Regions from separate parts of the Triticum aestivum genome. Here region 1 is linked to region 2. The links are chromatin contacts, called in public Hi-C maps. All regions are on one chromosome and are shown on one strand. The core of a region is the stretch at or near the end of the contact, and the rest is flanking DNA. Distances in the headings are between cores, read along the strand shown. Region 1 holds the start of LOC123122798 (heat stress transcription factor A-2a). Region 2 holds the start of LOC123122795.

Region 1 (2,700 bases), core at 143-2,642, 230 kb after region 2:
TAGTCAAAGTTTGAGCAATCGTCTGAACTAACAATGCTGATTGACCAATTCAGGGGATCTCCGCTTCTCCTAAAATGGCAGAGCTCCCCATTGACGCCCAGAAGCAGCTGCAAGAGGAGGGTTGGAGGAGGCCAAATGTAAAATCGGAGAGTACAAGAAGAGAGAAGCAACAAGGACGGAGAGAGAAGAAGCAGAGCAGACCAGACCAGACCGCAGACGGAGAAGAAGGGAGAGGAAAGTACAGTACTATCCCTCTAGGCTTCGTACTTGAGGCGCTTGAGCGAGCTCGTCAGAAGAGGCGCACGGTCACCGCCCATTTATACAGCCCGTACCAACCCCACCCGGGCTTCCAATTCCGAAAGATCGAGACGGTTCTGGAAGGATTGGAACCATCCGAGGGGCTTATCCTGTGACGTGGCGGGGGAGCGTTCTGGAAGGCCCGGAGGGGGGCGATGGTTCTGGAAGGGTCGAACAAGTAGCCGCTTATCTTATTGCAGGTTGCCGGCGTCGCTTTGCGCCAGCCGGGCGGGACCGGGCGGCCATTGACCGCCGCCTCCGCGCGGAAAGCGCGCCAAGTTGGCTGGCCGCGTGGCGAGCCCTCGTGATGCGATGCGTCTACAGTGGCCGTGGTCGACCGGGATATTTCCCCCCGGGGAGGTCGGCGGCCTCGCTGTCGACGCCCCGGGTGAGGAGGGCGTACGCACGCGCTTTCTTTTTCGCCTGCGAGGTCAGTTGTTTATGCGGCACGGTGAGCTTTTGCAGCGGGGAAAGCTTACGCGGCGTGCCTTGTCTGTTGCGGTTGCACGGGAGAGGACGAGGCATGGGGATTTTTCTATCGAGGTCGCCTGGAAGGGGGCTCTGGGCCAGCTCCGAGCCATCACAATCGGCCCAGAACTTCCTAGTACGAGAGAGCAGTGCCATTGTGATTCAGCCCGTTGTAGGAGGAGAGGATCCGGCCTGTACGGCCTTTTCCGTTTACCTGCGGACGCCACGAACGAGCGAGCGAGGTCTGGCGCGCTTGCCGCAAGACCGCGGCAGAGAGGCCACGAACTGGGCGGGCTCGCTAGGCCTTCTAGCGCGCGCGCGCGCCGGGCAGCGTTACGCTTGCTCTCGGGCTCGTCGTGCGCGCGGCGCGGCTGCCGTCTCCACCTCGGCGCTCCGGCCACCGGCGCCGGTGCGGGCCGAGGCGACCTACTGGCCACACCCTGGCCGCGTCTGGACGTGCGGCGCCACCGTGTGGGCTGCCAGCGTGCGCCCCGGTGCGCAATGCTCACCATCGGCACACCACGGCAACCGGCCTTCAACCCTCCGCTCACACTCGTGGTTGCGGACGGTGGGGAAAATGAACACACGGCTACCTCACACCCAGAAGCTCGACCTCGTCCCCCCACATTTCTCCTCTCGTCGCCATATATAGATAGAGGGACGGACAGCCGCTTAAACGGTGCGGTGGGCGCCGCGCGCTGGCCATTGGACACCTGTGTGGTGCAAATCGCTTGCAGCGGAGATATTTTCGCCGGAGTGGAAAAGGAAACCGAGCATTTCTCTCGACTTTTCTTTATCGAGAAGGCCCAAACGAAGGCCCATGACTTCACGAGAAACCGGCTCGTGACTTGAAAAAAACGACAATGTTAAAATCTGACGTCAGATTAAAATCAAACTTTTTATTATGGCAAATTGTAGTAAAGCGGCATGACAATTGTCATGACGTGATAATATAATTCTTAAAAATTTGACGTCAGATTTTAGAAAAATCCTAAAAAAACACCTTATGAGTTAAATGCACAATTGATACACTAAGGGTATCTCTAACAGATCCCCTAAAGCTCAAACTTGGAGTAAAAGTAATATTTAGGGCAGCAAACTAGCAGATCCCCTAAACCCAAAACTTTAGTAAATCTGAGTTTTTGACTCCCCTCACTCAAACTTGCCCTCATTCTCTCCAACAGATTGAACAAGTGTTACAATGTCAGTCTTCTGCCTTCCCATGCACCTACCTGGGATTACCCCTATCTGCACACAAGATTACCCACGGACTGCTAATTCCTGTTATTCACAAAGTAGACAAACGTTTGTCAGGTTGGTTGGCCTATCATGGGGGGACGGCTCACTTTGATTAATGCCGTTCTAGCGACGATACCCAGCTACTTCATGGGCTGCTTACTATGGCCAAAACAGTCTATACAACAGCTTGAGCAGATCATAAGGGGTTTCTTATGGCAAGGAAAGAACCAAGCAAAGGGAGGACAGTGTCTTGTGGCATGGGACTATGTGACTATGCCGCAATAGAACGGAGGATTGGGAGTACGGGATCTCGGAGCACACAACAGGGCAATGATATGCAAAGCAATGACGAAGATACTACAATCCAGCAACGTACCGTGCTACCAGTGGTTCGCGTCAACATATTGTCGTACAGAACTGCCACTTACAGTACATAATGCAGATACCGCCATATGGCGATGCTTCAAATCCTCTCCGGAGCTAGTTATTCAGTCAACCAGGTGTGAGCTCGGAGATGGCAAGACGGTGTCTTTCTGGTTTGACCATTGGATGGAAAATGGCCGACTTTCTCAGTCCTTTCCGACCCTTTTTACATTCTCCAAAGCCAGGTACTGCACTGTCGCTTCACAGTACGTCAACGGCCACTGGATGATACAATTACATCCCAATATGTCCTACATCGCGTCGCGGGAGCTG
Region 2 (2,700 bases), core at 119-2,618:
TATCTATAACGCCTTTGATGAACAGACGCTACTGCTATTCCTTTCTCCTTTTTCCTTTTTCATTTATTTTTCTTTACATTTTATTTTTTTCTTTCTCTTTTTTTATTTCTTTCATTTTCATTTACTTTTCTATTTGTTTTTCATTTATTTTTCTTTTCATTAGCAGTAGCGCGTTTCTCAGCAAACGCGCTGCTAAAATAAACTTAGTGGTAGCGCTCTTTCTAGAAGACCGCTACTACCATATGTAGCCTATCGGCTTAGTACTGAGAATTTTAGTAGTAGCGCTTTTAAAAGTAGACGCGCTACTGCTACGTTTGTGTCTGCAGCGCGTTTATCCTGCACGCGCTACTGCTATTTAGCAGTAGCGCCCTTTTTTAACAAGCGCTACTGCTAAAATTCTATGTATAAGGTTTTCCCTGATAGTGTTAGGAGTGGCCCCCTCCGCTCTAGGCGTTATACGGACTATTCATGTTTCTTTGTATTTTGCTTTTTTTATTGTTTGTTTGTGCAAGAGGACCTTGTTTGGCTATGTGCATCTAAGTTATGCAGAGACCGGGTGTAATGCTTAAATCTTTTAAGTAATAAAGCGTCCCTTTTGAAAAAAGGTCGTCTATAAGTGTCCTATATGGGGTTTGTAATTTAAGTTTTTACTCGGTTTTTCTCTAATTAACCGGACCACTCTCTTATCTTTTGCCTCATTTCAAATAAAAGCATTGCAAAAATAAAAACGCTAGTACAGAAAATATGATCCTGTATTGTTTGTGGTGTGCTCAATCTTTTATTTTAGATGTAAACAAAGATAAAGCAGCGAGCTAGTTTAGTTAATTGCAAGTTTATTTTTAAAGGTTACGGATCAAACACTAACGCAGATTGGTTAGATAAGTTTTCAAACTCTCTTGATCAGGGGCGGCACCTTTGGTTGATCCATCATGATCCCCTTTTATACCACTTTATGTGGACTACAATTAATAAAGTTTAGTTATACCCTAAAAGAACAAATGATAAGTGTTACATGTGTGGCACGAAGTAACACCGTCCTGACGTTTTTATTTATAACTAAAATTGTCATTAAAAAACCCCAAAAAAACTGAAACTTACCATCCAAACAGAAAGTTGCCATGCTAACTAAAGTTGCCATCTTCGGGCAACTAAATTTGATATCAAACAACGTCAGACTGAAATTGCTTCATGCCACACGCGTCGCACTTATCAACGTAAAGAAAATGTAAACGGAGGTTTTTTTGTTGTTGTGGAGAACATCCAAACGGATTTATTCGTGGACCAACAAATAGCATCTCCTGGGCTACGAACGGGCCACGACTAAAAACAGATTCATCGAGGGCGATGGGCTGCTCTCCGCGGGGTCCACGTCGCCGCTCGCCTCGCCAGTCGTTTTTTCTCGTGGCCCCTGAATTTTCCCCTCCCTTCTCCGCAGCATTTCCGTCGCCCTTCTTTTAACAAGCAAACCCTCCACGGTGTTTTTATTTTCACCTCCTCACCACACAATCCCCTTCTCCGTCTTCCTGCGGATTCTCTGCCAGCTTCCGGCCGCTCCCCGCCTCCTCCGGCGGTAATGGTTGCTCGCCTGCCACCCTTTAATTCTCTGTCACTTTAGTTAGTTCCGGTTTAACGGATTGATTATCTGTGTCTGTCCGATCCGGCATGTGGAGTATTTGGCTGTTTGGGGTTGGGATTTCTGGTCTCTGGAAGAATCTTCAGTTCCGTGTCCTTTCCAAGATTTTTACCAAGCTGGGTTGTCGGCGGTCCAGAAATGGCCGAATTTGTGCGTGGGCCATCTATGAGCTACTGATTTATACAACTTGATGCATGATGTCCATCTTGGTTATGCATATCCTAGTATAATACTCCCTCTGTAAACTTTAGTGATCTAAATGCTCTTATATTTCTTTACGGAGGGAGTACTAAGCAATCACTAGGTGTGGCGCAGTAATGTACAGTCGTCATCTGGTTTAGCACCACATCAACATGGCAATCCATATATTATGATGGAGCAGTATGTTAGAGTGTTGCGCTAGCTTGTAAAATTTCAACTTTAAATTCAGTATGTTGTTAGGAGGAATAGAGAGGATCATTCTGTTGTACGGCACTAGCAATTTTCTGTTGTAATTTCCTACCAAGATATAACGGATTTGGAGCCCTGAGGCCTTATCCGTGGCTGATCAAAGCATTCTCTGATGTAGACTGAAATTCCCTCCTGTTGCTGGAGAAATGCGTGAGCAGCTTGCCGCAGCTTGATGAGCGTCCAGCCATGCCGACGCTACATGGTCCTCTTCTGTTCGTGAATCCTGGAGCTTACCAAGAGCCGAAATCATTCCCGAAAAGCACCGCCAGTCCATTTAACAACTTGTTAGGCTGCAATACGGTTTGTAGTTCCGTCGAAGGCCATCATGTACAGAAGCCACACATTGTTTCTAGCTTCAGAGTTAACTTTACCAGAGTCAGCCATTATCTTCAGAGAAGCTTAAATGAGAGAACTACACGGCACTGGCTGGTACGGTATGCTTTTCCACTGACCTCCTATTTTTCTGAATACTCAATCACAATTTGTTTACGTTTGAACCATTGTGTTGGGCGCAGCATCGATTTCATGTTAATGCTTCATCGGACGAGGACTTTCGCTCGTCGCGTAATATAGCAACCAGCCTATTCAAGCAGTATAAGAATGTCATTGATCGAGGA

The links. A called contact is a pair of places that touch in the nucleus more often than the background predicts.
Region 1: a Hi-C map of leaf shows a contact between it and region 2, with 2.7 times the contacts expected there. The contact joins the promoter of LOC123122798 here to the promoter of LOC123122795 in region 2. A contact is called at or near these places in 1 of 5 Hi-C or Micro-C datasets (leaf) and 1 of 1 datasets of contacts at active chromatin or transcription factors (leaf).

The regions. Positions count from the first base shown.
Region 1 is chr5D:464,346,956-464,349,655 of IWGSC CS RefSeq v2.1, forward strand. LOC123122798 (heat stress transcription factor A-2a) reads right to left here and starts at 1,393. Exons shown (of 3, transcript XM_044543141.1): 1 at 980-1,393.
Region 2 is chr5D:464,115,692-464,118,391 of IWGSC CS RefSeq v2.1, forward strand. LOC123122795 reads left to right here and starts at 1,369. Exons shown (of 7, transcript XM_044543133.1): 1 at 1,369-1,570; 2 at 2,202-2,512; 3 at 2,599-2,700. The coding sequence starts at 2,270.